3 separate regions of the Mus musculus genome follow, and regions 1 and 3 are each linked to region 2. Evidence: chromatin contacts called from public HiChIP or PLAC-seq data. All regions are on one chromosome and are shown on one strand. The core of a region is the stretch at or near the end of the contact, and the rest is flanking DNA. Distances in the headings are between cores, read along the strand shown. Region 1 overlaps Rere (arginine glutamic acid dipeptide (RE) repeats). Region 2 has its middle 11 kb from the start of Gm33415. Region 3 overlaps Rere (arginine glutamic acid dipeptide (RE) repeats).

Region 1 (4,797 bases), core at 1,747-4,246, 280 kb after region 2:
ATCGTGTTTATCATCACACGACGTCTATTTACTGGGAAGAATGAGCCTCTCTGTGCTAAGTACCCTACCCTTCCTCTGTTTTTAAACTGAATGCATACTATTCCTCCATCTGTTCCTTTTTCTTCCATTTTGTTTTGTTTGGTTTTGGACATGGTCATACTGTTTCTCAGACCCATCTAGAGTTGGCAGTCTTCTTTCTTTAGACTCTCAAGTTCTGTGTGGATTGCAGGTGGCATCACCACACCCAGCTTTAAGTTGATTCTGTTCCTAACGAAACGCTTAAGTTCTCAGCTATAAGAGTAGGAAACAGAGGGGCTAGAGGAATGACTCAGCAGGTAAGAGCACTGACTGCTCTTCCAGAGGTCCTGAGTTCAATTTCCAGCAACCACATGGTGGCTCACAACCATCTGTAACGGGATCTGATGCCCTCTTCTGGTGTGTCTGAAGACAGCGACAGTGTACTCCCATACATTTATTGATAATAAATAAATATTAGAGAAAAAAAGAGTAGGGAACAGAGAAAGATGGATGTTGACTGCTACTGACCACTCAGTCGGGTGTGTGCTTGTAGTGGGACCCAAGGTCATGTTCAGACCTTCCTAACTAAGACAAAGCTAGATTCAGGTAAGATTTGCCTAATATTTCAACTGTCCATAAAGTTGGGCTGCTCCCTTCAGTCTTTGAAGTAAACTCTAATTGTTTAAAGAAGTCAGTAGTGTGGGTAGAGAACAGAATTTATTGTCAAGTCCTTTTAGAAATAAGACAGTGAATTAAAAATCAGTTATATGTACAGAAAGGTGGCGGAAGGCAATCAGTTCTGTCAGTTAGTTTGCAAAAAGATTCTACTGTCTAACAAGCTGTAAGGAGAAATAGCTTTAACTCCTTGGGTAACATTTAGGAGCATTAGAGGAAGGCCTTCGCCTCTGGAGTATACAGATGAGGCTCCACCTTCCCTTTCACACGATGGCTTCCTTACAGCAAGCTCCCTTGGAGAGTGTGGCCAAAGATGTGTGTGGTTTTCTATTTTTTCCCTTTTCATTTGTAAAGCAAATGTCATTTTCATATGCTGGGCATGGTGGTGCATGCCTTTAATCCCAGCACTCGGGAGGCAGGGGCAGGCAGATTTCTGAGTCCAAGGCCAGCCTGGTCTACAGAGAGAGTTCCAGGACAGCCAGGGCTACACAGAGAAACCCTGTCTCAAAAAAAAAAAAAAAAAAAAAAGTCATTTTCTTTTGCCCTTTTCTATACCTCATTATCTCTCCGCCATATTTTTACTTGGTTTTCTTTTAAAGCCAGCAATACATAGTGTCCCCATCCAGGGCTCCTGGTGTGTGTGTGTTTGTGTGTGTGTGTGTGTGTGTGTGTGTGTGTGTGTGTTTTGTGTTTGGACCTTGGAGCTAGGTAGAGTAGAGCTGAGGTAGGGAAAGAACCCCACCATGGACATGAACATGCCTTGCCTTGTAGTTCAGGATAATCATTTTAGCCAAAGATTACTTTTTATTGAGCATTTTTCATTTTTCCTTGAGAGGGACAATGGGGATATCTTCAGCTTGAAAGATTCATAAATACTAGGGCAGTGGGCTGTTGAAACCACATTTCCATCTCGTTTTCAAGGACATGTAAAAAAAAAATGGAGCTAGCATACACTTCTCAGTGCTCAGTCATCTTTCCCTGTTCTTTTAAAAAATGAGAACAAGGCACAAGGGGGCTTGGGAAATTGCATGTAGTTCTCCCATAGACAAAGTGGATATTTTATAAATGAAGAGGATAGAAACCCTTTTCTTCTTCAGTTTCTTAGCAACAGAACAGAGAGAGTTTTAATGTGTGTGCTTGGAACATTATGTCTTTATCAACATCAGAGCCTTCCTCGTTCATGGGTGAGATATACTAGACTGCTAACTGGGATTTGGAGTTGGGAGAAAGGAAAAAAATGAGGTAGAGGGGCTGGAGAGATGGTTCAGAGGTTATGAGGACTGACTGCTCTGCTGAAGGTCCTGAGTTCAATTCCCAGCAATCACATGGTGGCTCACAAGCATCTGTAACGAGATCTGATGCCCTCTTCTGAGTGTCTGGCGACAGCTACAGTGTACTTACATATATAATAAATAAATCTTAAAAATAAATAAATAAATAAAATAAAGGAGGTAGAAAACAGGAGCTGTGCCCTGAGGATGGAACTCATTCCGAGCCAGCTCTTAGTCCCCTGCGTTCCTCTGTGTGATTTTGAAGGCCTTTCCTGTAGAGGTAGTGGTCATCAGGGTAGCCTCGCGGTTGCCAGGAGGGGGGAGGGTTTGTTGGGTTCTGACTTGGACTTACCGAGTGAAGTCCAGCCAGGCAGCTTTGGTTTCTGTTGTGCTGAGGCTATAGCAGAGCAAAATAGGCAAATATGCCTGCCCTCGTGCACTCAACGTGTAATTAATACTCATTGACAAGTGTTAACTCAGTGAAATGAGAAACAGCATAGGAAAGCAGTATGCAGTGCAGGGCAGCACTTGGAACTTTACTTAAGGTAACCCTGAAACGTCACTCTTGAGTGAAGACATAGAAAACATTTGAGAGCCAGCTTTGCAAATAAATAGGAGAAGAACATTCTAAAACCAAAGAAACGGAATGCAGTAATTCCCCTCATACTTGTGAGAGGTCCTATCCAATGTGGGTGCTGTGCTGAGTACAAAGGAGGCTGTCTGGTCTAGGCTTTGTCCATGTGGTTTAAGCCGTGGTCACTGTGCTAGAATGGTATTGGTCATCTGGGTGTCTGTACACTGGATGAGGAAATCTGAGTGTAGGGCCTTGGCTTGGGAGTGCCCCAGAGAGCCCCAGGAAGAGATGAAATAAGTAGGCTGCGGGCGGCATCTTGAAGCTCATGCCTGCTCCTCTGAATTCCTTTCCTGTAACTGAGCAAATGGGTGTGCTGTGAGCAGTTCTGCTTCCTCCTGCCTTGCCCCTCCCTGCCGCGTCTCTGTGGTTTCTGTTTTGTACGATTCTGAGTCAGCCTCTTCTCACTCTACCAGACTGTAGGCCGAGTCTGAGCATTCTGGCTTATAACCAGAGCGGACAGTGTTTACTGTACTACCTGTGTTTACCCAGATTCCACATTTGTGCAAGCAGCTGTTTTCTTAAGTATTCACGCATAAGAAAAACACCTGAAAAGGAAATGGCATAAACTGTCCCTGCCCCAGAGCAGCTATTACTAGGAAGTTAACCAAGGGAGTAAACTTGAAGCAATTTAGGATTATCAATCCAATACTCTGAATTTTATCACCTATTGGAAAGAAAGGGTTTAAAAAAGAAACTTTCCTTTGAGTCCAATGCTAGTTTTGAAAGTCTACTCAGGAAAAAGATCTCTGTGATACCATTATTTGACAAAGCTGGGTAGTTTCTGTGTCCACTGACTTTTGTTGTAGTTGTTTGTTTGTTTGTTTGTTTGTTTGTTTGTTTTTGACAGCAGTCACTATGTAGCCATGGCTGGCATGGAACTCACTATGTGGACCCGGCTAAACTCAAACTTACAGATTTCTCCCTGCCTCTGCCTTTAGAATTCTTTGTAATTTAAATTTTTTCTAACACCTATTTTAAATGATGGTTCTTAAATGCTTTAAGCTCTCCTTTAGCCTACTACCCACCAGAGGGAGTGGGAAAGAAAGGATACAGGGGAAGTGGACCTGCTTAGAAAGGTTCTTTGGAGCAGCTCCTGTCTGTGTTGTCTGGAAATCAGCCATTCAGTTCACACGTCATCACTGGGAGCTCGATCCACTCGCAAACTCTTCACGGATAGATACACCAGCAGCCCAGTTCAGTAGAGTCAGGAGAGCAAACAGGAATCAGTAGTGGGGCACTACCTAGCAGAGACAGCCAGGCCTCAGCCTCAGCCCGAGTCAGCAGGAGGGACCAGGGCCAATAGGAACACCAGGAGGAGTTTTCAGCTGTGCCTCTCTCAGGGAAGCGAAAATCTGTGGAAACTCAAGACCCACAAGCGTTGCACAGCTAGATATATCAGCAAGCCAAGCTCAGCCTCCATCACTGTCCATCAAGCCCTAGTTATACCCTGTCCTCCTCGCGCCTTGCCTTAGCACATGCATCCAATCAGCTGGAGTCCGCAGAAGCAGCAAGAAACTGCAGCACACCACCAGAAGTTTTTTGGTGCGTTTCTCTCTATGGCGTCCTGACAAATGCATATCAACTACGCAATGTAAGGCGGACCAATGCATGTGTGTTGTTAGCAAAGAATCCTTCATCACGTGTCCTTTCACATGCTTGCTTTAGCAAAACATCCTTTCACCTGTGCCTGCTTCACTGGAACGTTCCTTCATGTGTTTGTGCCAGCAAAACACCATCCAGCCAACTTTCCAAAGAACCCTTAAGTTTCCACTTCAGCTCTGGAATTAACAGTTTGCACTACACTCTGCTATGTGTAGTAACTGGGTACTGGCCAGGTTTAATTCCCAGCAGTACTCTGTTCTTCTCTCCCAACACTTCAGTCCTAGGCTCTGATGGTGTGTCAAGTCTGCCCAATGTCATGGTCACACAGACTTAGTAAGGTATTATCTGTGAGCAGGAAGGAGCTTGGCAGCAGTAGCCCAGGTTAGCCTGGCCTCTCTGACAAGCTGTTCACCCTAGTGCTCTTTCCAAAGCAGAGTGACTGCTCTGTTGATCTGATTCTCGAAGCTGCCTGCTGTGATACACACTCCAACCTCAGTGTGCCTCCCTTCTTCTACCACTATCAGTGCTTGCTTCCCTTGCAAAGGGTTTTCTGCATAGTTATTCTTGACTGTGCGAACTAGGAAAGTATCTAATAGA
Region 2 (4,271 bases), core at 954-3,453:
AAACTGCTTATCATGCAATCTGGAACAGTGAAAAGCTGGTTGAGGCTGGATATGGTGGTGCATGCCTTTAGTCCTGACGCCAGAGGAAGACCGAACTCTGTGAGTTTCAGGCCGGACTGATCTACATAAGGAGACTCTGTTTCAGCAAAATAAAATAAAACAAAACCTCTCGGGGAAAAAAACAAAAAAGAACAACAACAACAACCACAACCAAAAAAAACAAAACAAAACAAAACCCTCAAACCAAAATATAGATTCCAAGGCTAGGCACGCAGCGCAGTGGGAGAATGTGCGCCCCCTCCCCATTACCTCCACCCCCACCCCCATGCACACAGCACAGTGATAAGATGCTTGATCCCCATGAATGAAATCCTGGCTTCAACTTTCAGCACTGTAGTAGAACAAGGAACAGTATCTTAACATTCAGGAGTTGGAGAAAGATCAGAAGTTTAAGATCACCTTTAGCGCCAGGCAGTGGTGGCGCACGCCTTGGGAGGCTGAGGCAGGCGGATTTCTGAGTTCGAGGCCAGCCTGGTCTTCAAAGTGAGTTCCAGGACAGCCAGGGCTATACAGAGAAACCCTGTCAAAATCAAAAAAACAAAAAACAAAAAACAAAAAAACAAAAAAGAAAAAAAAAATCACCTTTTGCTACATAGTGGGTCCCATTGAGCGCCACCATGGCTGGCTCATAGGTACAACAGAGAGCAGTATGCTGTTGGGCCAGCACTCCAGCACTAAGCTACAGCCCCAGCTCCTCTAACTGTATTTTTTTGTTATTGAAAAGATTATTTTTATGTGTATAAATGTTTTTTTTTTTTCTGCCTGTACACACGCCCACTGTGTGCATACCTGGTGCTCTTGGAGGTTTAGAAGAGGTGTTGGCAGGCCCTGGAACTTAGCTGTGAGAACTCAAGTTGTCTGCAAGGGCAGCCAGTGCTCTTAACCACTGAGCCAGCTCTCCAGCCTCTGTAATTGTTGTTGTTGTAGTCGCTGTTATTTTGATGCAACAAACTGGCCGCAGATGCTCTTTCTAAGCGCACTACAGTTACTCATATTACCTAGGTCTACGGTTTGAACACGGCTTGTCCTCTTTGAAACTCTTGTGGAAATTTGGTCATCCAAGAGGTGGAGTTGTCAGGGGGTAATTAGGTCGTCAAGGAGGCTCAATGTCCTTGAAGAAGTGTGTAGTCCCAAGGGAGGAGATTACTAATAAGAAGCTGCTTCTCCGGCCCACACCCTTCCTTGCTGTGTTTTTTTCCATGATGACCTCTAAGCTCTCCCGACAAGTCCAGGCAGCATGAGCCTTTACCAGAGGCTGAGCAGATGCAGTATCATACTGGATTTCTGGACTCCAGAGCTGAGCACTGTAAACAAGCATGGCGGCCTCCCCTTCGTCCTTCTCTTCTCTTGCTTTGTACGTGCTGGTAATAGGCAAGCCAGAGCACAGCCTATCTCTAGTAGCATTATTTTCATCCGTGTGTGTGTGTGTGTGTGTGTGTACATGTGTGCGAGAGTGTGAGTGCATGTGTTTGCGTGCGACCGCGCGCACGCGGGCGAGAGTATACGTGTGCGCATGCGCGTTCGAGTGTGGTTGCGCATGTGCTCTAGCATGTGGGTGGAAGTCTAAGGACAAGCGCAGGTGATTATTCTCAGCTTCCACATTGAGAGAGGTTCTCATTAATGCTGCATAAGCCGAGCTAGCTGGCCTGAGAGCTCCACGGTATATTTTTGTCTCTGCCTCGCATCTCGGTGTAAGAGCTTTGCCATTACAGATGTGTGCTGCCACACCTTGCTTTGCATGGGTGCTGGGGATCTGAACTCCAATCCCCATGCTTGTGGTTTTGTGTGTAGGAAGCGCTTTTACCACTGAGCCATACCGCAACCACAAACCTCTATTCTTAATCTATGGCCCTATATCAAATATTCGTACAGCATCAGAGAAAGGAGCCATTCCTCCCCCACCCTGGCCTCCACGGGAAGCTGCCTTGCCTCTCTTTGTAGAAGCTGTTGCCCTGAGACAGTTTGGTTTTGTGTATATGACAGTCTTCAGTGACCAGGACAGGGCTGAGCTGATTTAGTTCCCCCCCCCCCCCCCCCCCCCGCTCAGGAATTTTAACTAGGAAATGCCCAAGTCATGAGGCATTTGGCCGAAGCCCCTGAAGCTGACAAGCCGCAAGCTACAGAAAAACCAGAGAAGCCAAGAGAAACCACATGAAAGGCACGGTTCAGAGGAAGTAGAGGCCATGAGAGAGGCTGTAGAGTGGAGGAGAGCTGTCTGGGGACAGGCCTGCTGGGGGAAGGTGAGCTAGTGTTAACGCAAGGGGCAGTGGGCTGTGTTCCTGCCCTTCCTGTGCCCCAGCTTCTAGTCTCTGCTTTTCCTGAGGCCAGAGTGTAGTTTCATCAGGCTCCACGAGGGAAGACGTGCATTGCAAATCTCTTACTTTTTAGTGTTGTTTATTTTGGGTGGAGGTACGTGTGTGCAGGGGCTCATGTATGGAGGTCAGAGAACAACCTGTGGGAATTGGCTCTCTCTGACGTATGGGTCCCGGGAACGAACAAAGGTCTTCAGACTTGCTAGTCAGCACATTTACCCACTTGCTATCTCCCCAGTCCTCTTTTCTCTTCAAAAATGATTTATTATCTTATTTATTTCCTTTACTGCTCCCTCCCCCCCGCTTTTTTCGAAACAGGGTTTCTCTGTGTAGCCCTGGCTGTCCTGGAACTCACTCTGTAGACCAGGCTGTCCTCGAACTCAGAAATCCACCTGCCTCTGCTTCCCAAGTGCTGGGATTAAAGGCGTGTGCCACCATTGCCTGGCGAACCCTCTTTTTTACTTAATATTTTCAGGGGCTGGAGAATAGCTCAGCAGTTGAGAGTGTGTCCTGCTCTTGCAGAGGACTCAGTGGTTGATTCCTAGTACCCATGTGGGGTTGGTAGCTTCAGCTCCAGAGGCTTCTAAGGGACCTGCCTGATCTCCAAGGAGACCCTCACTCATACAGACATGGATGCATATTTATGCTTAAAAATAAAAATGAGTTAAAATGGTATCATTACAGAGCCAGGTGTGGTGGTGCACACCACTTGGGTAGCAGAGGCAGGTAGATCTCTAAATTCAAGGCCAGCCTGATCTACAGATTAGAGGTATCTCAAAACACTGGTAAGTACATTTGTTATTATGTTTATTGATTTATTAGTGAGGCATGGCTGTGGCAATTGGAGGACAGCTGGCAGCACCTTGTGAGCTCAGGGGGTCGACCTCAGGTTGCTCAGCTTGGGGACAAGCATCTTTTACTTGCCGAGATGTCTAGGTAGCCCCTCCCCCGTTTTTTTTTTTTTTTTTTTTTTTTTTTTTTTTTGGTTTTCTTTTTGTTTTGTTTTTTTGAGACAGGGTTTCTCTGTATAGCTCTGGCTGTCCTGGAACTCACTCTGTAGACCAGGCTGGCCTCGAACTCAGAAATCCACCTGCCTCTGCCTCCCAAGTGCTGGGATCAAAGGCGTGCACCACCACCGCCCGGCACCCCTCCCCCATTTTAAGAGAGGCCCTTACTATAGACCAGGCTGGCTTTGAGCCTACAGAGATCCACCTACCTCTACCCCCCACATACTGGGATTAAAATCACGCACCATCATGCCCAGTCCAAACAAACAAACAAACAAACAAACAAACAAAATGGTAAAAAGAATTATTATTGGTGATGGGGAGGCCAGGGCAGCTTGGGTACCATGGAGCTTGTGGAGATTGATTCCCTGTGGGCTCAGTTCTCCTCTCTCAGCATAAGGTAGGTTCTATGGATTGAATTCAAGTTGCCTGGCTTATGCAGCAAGCACCTTTCCCCGCCTGCTGAGGCTTCTTGCTTGCTGTATTTATTTATTTTGAGTTAGGGTCTTGTGGAGTCCAGGCTGGTCAGGAGTTTACTAAGTAGCCGAGGATGACCTTGAACCACGGTGGAGCACTAGAGTACTACCATGCCTGGTACAGGAGTGCTGGTGACTGAACCCAGCGCTTTGTGTGTGCTGGGTAAGCACCCTACCAACTGAGCTATGTTTCCAGGCCAGCATCCTGGTGCTCTTAACTGCTAAGCCATCTCTCCACCTTCTGTATCTACCTTTTTTTTTCTTTTGGTTTTTCAAGACAGGGTTTCTCTGTGTAGCCCTGGCTGTCCTGGAACTCACTCTGTGGACCAGGCTGGCCTCGAACTCAGAAATCTGCCTGCCTCTGTCTCCCAAGTGCTGGGATTAAAGGCATGGGATTAAACTACCATAAAGAATAA
Region 3 (4,411 bases), core at 997-3,496, 310 kb after region 2:
GGTCAGCAGCGCTGTGCAGTGCGTGGTCAGCAGCGCTGTGCAGTGCGTGGTCAGCAGCGCTGTGCCGTGGGTGGTCAGCAGTGCTGTGCAGTGAGTGGTCAGCAGCGCTGTGCAGTGCGTGGTCAGCAGCGCTGTGCCGTGCGTGGTCAGCAGTGCTGTGCCGTGCGTGGTCAGCTGCTGGCTTTAAGGTTATTAAAAACAGACACTCAGCACCTTCTACATTGTAGAGTGGACAGAGAACCTATAACTTTTTTTTTTAAGACTTGTTTATTTTTTTTTTTTATATTTAAGTACACTGTAGCTGTATTCAGACACACCTGGAAAGGGCGTCAGATGTCATTAAGGATGGTTGTAAGCCATCATGTGGTTGTGGGATTTGAACTCAGGACCTTTGGAAGAGCTGTCAGTGCTCTTAACCGCTGAGCCATCTCTCCAGCCCCCAGAACCTTTAACTTATGTCCCACAGCTTATGACTAGTACCTGGGTTCACTTTATCACAGAGGGCCTTCCTACGTTAGTAGTGTTTGCACAGAGGCTCTGTGTTCTAGATTAGAGGATTGAAAACCATGATTTATTTTTCTCAGTGAGTTTATTGTGCCAATCAAGAATAAAATATTGTCTTTAGCTCTAGAATAAACCAGTAGCGTCTTTCTGCTCGCCTTTCAAATATGTGAGCAAGTGCACGCGCACACTCCTACAAGCTGTGCCCGTGGAGGTGTGTGAAGTTCTAAGCTTCCTGCTGTTGTTGGCTTTCTTCTCTTCATCTGTTAGTGAGTCACCATCACATGCTATTTTATTATCTTGCAAACAGTCTCTGGAATTTTTTATCCTTTGTTTTTGCAGTGTGAGTGGAAAACCACTGAGGTTGCTCTGAACAGCATTCACATGAAGGCTTTCCTCGGGGATACTTTAGTTCTATAGTTTTGGCTTTTGCTGTTACCTCTTTGTTCCCATGCATAAGGTTTGGATTGGGGGGAAGGGTTAAGGATGGTGACTTTTGCATGTTTGAGTATTTGAGAGGCCTAAGAAGGACATAGATCCAGTCGCCTTGGTACGTTGTTGATGGTTCCCAGCAGCAGGGCTTGGTTCTGTTTGGGAAATGTGTCAGTGAGGTGCTTTGAGCAGGTCAGTTCCTGGTCCTAAGTTAACAGGAGGAGTTAACAATCCACCAGAGAGCCGAAGACAGCCAAGCCTCAGGGAGTCCCATAGCTCCTGGCTGCCTCCAGTGCTCATCTTGGTTTTGTACTTGCTGGGACTCACCTAAGAAATGGGAGGGAGAGCCTGGTCTACAGAGTGAGTTCCAGGACAGCCAGGGCTATACAGAGAAATCCTGTCTCGAAAAACCAAAAAAAAAAAAAAAAAAAAAGAAAAGAAAAGAAATGGGAGGGAGGTCCTTGCTTCAAAATAGCAGGATTTCTTTACCCTTGTCTTCACTTGCATGTGGTTCATGAGAAACACAAGAGACTTCTTTCTGATTAGTGGGAAACTATTTTAGGGCAGGATGGCAAGGAGGAGTCCCCTTGTCCTCCCTGACAGCCTGCCCCTGATCAGCAAGGGCTTCTTAACTTGTTTGGGGGGCTCCCCAAACAATGTTCTTCTGGCTTTTTGTTCACCTGCTTTCTTCCATACTTCATTCCAGCACATGTAACCTTTAAACCAAAAATGTATTGCTCATAACAGAGCAAGCCTCTTCTGCTTTTATTTTGAAAAGTCCTCCCTGTTGTTAATGTTGAGGGTATTGGTGCTGAACGCCTGTTCCAAGTAGGCAGCATTTGTGCATCCCAGAGGGGCTTTTGATGCATTTCCTTACCTCTGCCCTCCTTTCTCTGCGGTGCAGAAACCTGTAATGATCTGTGAAGCTTGGAGACTTCAGTGCAGAACAGTAGTGGTTTTAAGGACCCCCTCCCACCTTATAAAAGGCTTGCCAGGTTCCACATGCTGGGTTCTGACTCCCTGAAAAGCTAGCCTCTCACAGGCTTTTGGTTGTATGGCAGGGCATCCTGGGTTGGGGCCTTGATATGGCTTTTTTGAAACATTTTTCCTCCTTTTCTCCCACCCTTTGAAAAATTGTAATAAAAATTCTGGGCTTGTGGCCAGCCTGTGGGATGCGATACAGTAGAAATGTCTCTGGTGCCCTTTGTTACTGCTCGGCTTTGATTAAGTTTGTTTCCAGTAAGTTTAACCCTGCTCCCCTTGCCCCGCCTGCTCCTCATGGCTGAGGAGGCTGATTGAGCCAGGGTTAAGCATGGTGTTGTGCAAGCTGCTGAGGCCTCGTGGACGCCTTGTGCCTGGCAGAGGAAGCAAGGCAAAGCATGTCTTTGCAACGTGATGTTTTCTTCCTTGGCTGCCGTGTGCTTTTGAGTGCGGGAGGCGACGAGCTGTGTGGAAGCTGTGTCGGTCTCCTTTGCTGCTTTTGCTCAGGGGTTCCAGGAGAGAGCATGTTCCATGTACAACATGCTCTCTCTGTTTCTTTTTAAAATTGTGACACACTCTGGCTGTGTGGCCTAGGCTGACCTCTAACTCCATTTTCCTGCTTCTTGAGTGCTAGGGTTATTGGTATAGGCCTCCATGTGAGGCTGTACAGCTGGTCTTGAGATTCTGTTAAGTTTAAAATCATGCTGTCCAACCTCTGCGACTCTGCCTGGTGCAGGGCGGAGGCTCCCAGAGCAGCATTGAGCAAACAGCGGTGCTCCTTTGATCTTCTGTGGCTCTCCATTTCAAAAGAAAAAAGTGGTTGAAGCTTTAGAATTTTTTTTTTAATATTGCTTTGACCTCATATTTATAGCTCTTTTCATCCTAGCAACAGAGAACCCTTCAGACAGCATTTTCCCAGTCCTCCCAACTCACTGGAGGGTGAGAGCCAAGATAGTAGATATGAACACAGGGAACATCAGGCAGGTCTTAAGGTGGCCCTTACATACACCGTGCAGCCTCAGTGCTGGGTGCTTGCTCGGTTTTTAGGCAGTGTTTACTTTTCATAGAAAGAAAGTGAGATTTTACTCCTATAATTCCTGACTTACTGTAGGATTCTTTGGCCAGCACACAGGGATGAAGTCTCATGTAAATCTGTGCAATCCCTTTGTATCCGAATGATCTGGGGACACTGGCCTGTAAGCTAGCAGAGGGCATTATGATAAAAACTTGTTTGATTCATGTTGTAGAGTCTCAGTCTCTTGGGAAAACAGTGGCCCCACTTCCTTCCAGACTAGCCTGTCAGAACTGAGTTGTTTGAAGACAAAATTCTGTAATGACCAGCACTGCTCTGTGGTCCTCAAGTCTATAGAAGATCCAAATCACCAAACAGAAATTGGCCACAGAAGGAGTCTCTGCCAAATACGGTTTCCTCAGGTTCCCCAAGGTGACTGAATCTGCACCTACACTCTGTAGTGCCAGCTGACTGCCCGTGTATGCATTAGTTTCCCGCTCCAGCCAGAGCTTCTTTGGATGGTAGAGATTTTGAGGTGAGGGTTTGGGAGGATTTTGTTGTTTTGTTTTGTTTTTTCCAAGACAGGGTTTCTCTGTACAGTCCTGACTATCCTGGAACTCACTTAGAGGTGTGCCTACCTCTGCCTCCTCCTGAGTACTAGGGTTAAAGACTGTGCATTGGACTTTTGTTTTTAAATTTGTGGTTTTGATGGAGCTTTGGAAGATAGGTGGGGCTAGTTCTTCTCACCACTTCTCCCAAAAACCTATGAATTCTGATTATTGCCTCTTAGTTTTCTAAAGACTGTTTGAATAAGTGGAGTGGAAATGTCAACTTCTCTAGCTGCAATAGTTTCTTGTTTTTCACACATGTACAAACATCTTTGTGGATGTAATAGAATGATTTAAAATGTCTGGCTAAGCCCTATGTAATTCTACTACTATTCAAATTCCTTCTGCTTGCTTGGGGTTATGGACATGTAGAGAAAGGCTTTTCACACAAACTATTCCTGAGAGTGCTTCCCTCCGTATTCATTCCTTCATTTAGTCATTGTGTATGAGCATGCACATGCATGCTCATGCCAATGTGTGCATATGGAAGTCAGAAAAGACCTTTGTATTGCTGGGGGGGCGGGGTGTTAGTTTGCACATGCATGCATGTCTGCCTGCCTGAGTCTATGCACATGGGGTACCTGGACCTGTACCAGCACCTGCACATATAGAAGCCAGCAGAGAGGGTTCAGTGTGCTCTGTCCCTCTTCTGTTCTTTTGAGGCAGGGTCTCTACCTGAATCTGGAGCTCTCATTGTCTCACGTATTCTAGAAGCCAGAAAACCACAGGTAATATTCATGTCTCCTCCACTCCCCTCAGAGTTAGGGTTACATGTGTTCATTAGGTGCCTACCTTGGTTGCTAGGATCTGAACTCCAGTCCTCTTGGCTATGTATTAAGTGCTTTAAACACTGTGGCACCTGTGAAGAAGTGTGTGT

Evidence for each region. HiChIP or PLAC-seq counts read pairs in DNA pulled down with a chosen protein or histone mark.
Region 1: a contact with region 2 is called in an HNF4G HiChIP or PLAC-seq map of pancreatic cancer cells. The contact joins two enhancer-like sites. A contact is called at or near these places in 1 of 15 datasets of contacts at CTCF or cohesin (the NIH/3T3 cell line), 8 of 484 Hi-C or Micro-C datasets (the C10 cell line, the HPC-7 cell line, the N1E-115 cell line and 4 more) and 11 of 115 datasets of contacts at active chromatin or transcription factors (bone marrow-derived macrophages, embryonic basal ganglia, embryonic hindbrain and 6 more).
Region 3: an H3K27ac HiChIP or PLAC-seq map of trophoblast stem cells shows a contact between it and region 2, with 4 times the contacts expected there. The contact joins two enhancer-like sites. A contact is called at or near these places in 4 of 39 promoter capture datasets (the HPC-7 cell line, cranial neural crest, liver and 1 more), 2 of 15 datasets of contacts at CTCF or cohesin (large pre-B cells and pro-B cells), 5 of 484 Hi-C or Micro-C datasets (bone marrow-derived macrophages, granulosa cells, muscle stem cells and 2 more), 19 of 115 datasets of contacts at active chromatin or transcription factors (T-cell acute lymphoblastic leukemia, bone marrow-derived macrophages, embryonic basal ganglia and 14 more) and 2 of 9 other capture datasets (embryonic stem cells and pancreatic islet).

Annotation. Positions count from the first base shown.
Region 1 is chr4:150,542,120-150,546,916 of GRCm38.p6, forward strand. The region is part of intron 11 of Rere (arginine glutamic acid dipeptide (RE) repeats); the gene reads left to right. Among named protein-coding and RNA genes, the nearest start is that of Gm52709, 77 kb to the left of the region's middle. Within about 2 kb of position 2,997, at least 270 of the 459 cell types and tissues checked have an H3K27ac peak or open chromatin away from gene starts, as enhancers often do. A contact at or near this core is called in the HPC-7 cell line, the NIH/3T3 cell line, pancreatic cancer cells and 1 more, where this site is marked.
Region 2 is chr4:150,267,623-150,271,893 of GRCm38.p6, forward strand. No RefSeq gene overlaps it. Among named protein-coding and RNA genes, the nearest start is that of Gm33415, 11 kb to the left of the region's middle. Within about 2 kb of position 2,204, at least 94 of the 459 cell types and tissues checked have an H3K27ac peak or open chromatin away from gene starts, as enhancers often do. A contact at or near this core is called in the HPC-7 cell line, the NIH/3T3 cell line, pancreatic cancer cells and 1 more, where this site is marked.
Region 3 is chr4:150,581,360-150,585,770 of GRCm38.p6, forward strand. All of the region lies in intron 12 of Rere (arginine glutamic acid dipeptide (RE) repeats), which reads left to right. Among named protein-coding and RNA genes, the nearest start is that of Slc45a1, 69 kb to the right of the region's middle. Within about 2 kb of position 2,247, at least 255 of the 459 cell types and tissues checked have an H3K27ac peak or open chromatin away from gene starts, as enhancers often do. A contact at or near this core is called in pancreatic cancer cells and trophoblast stem cells, where this site is marked.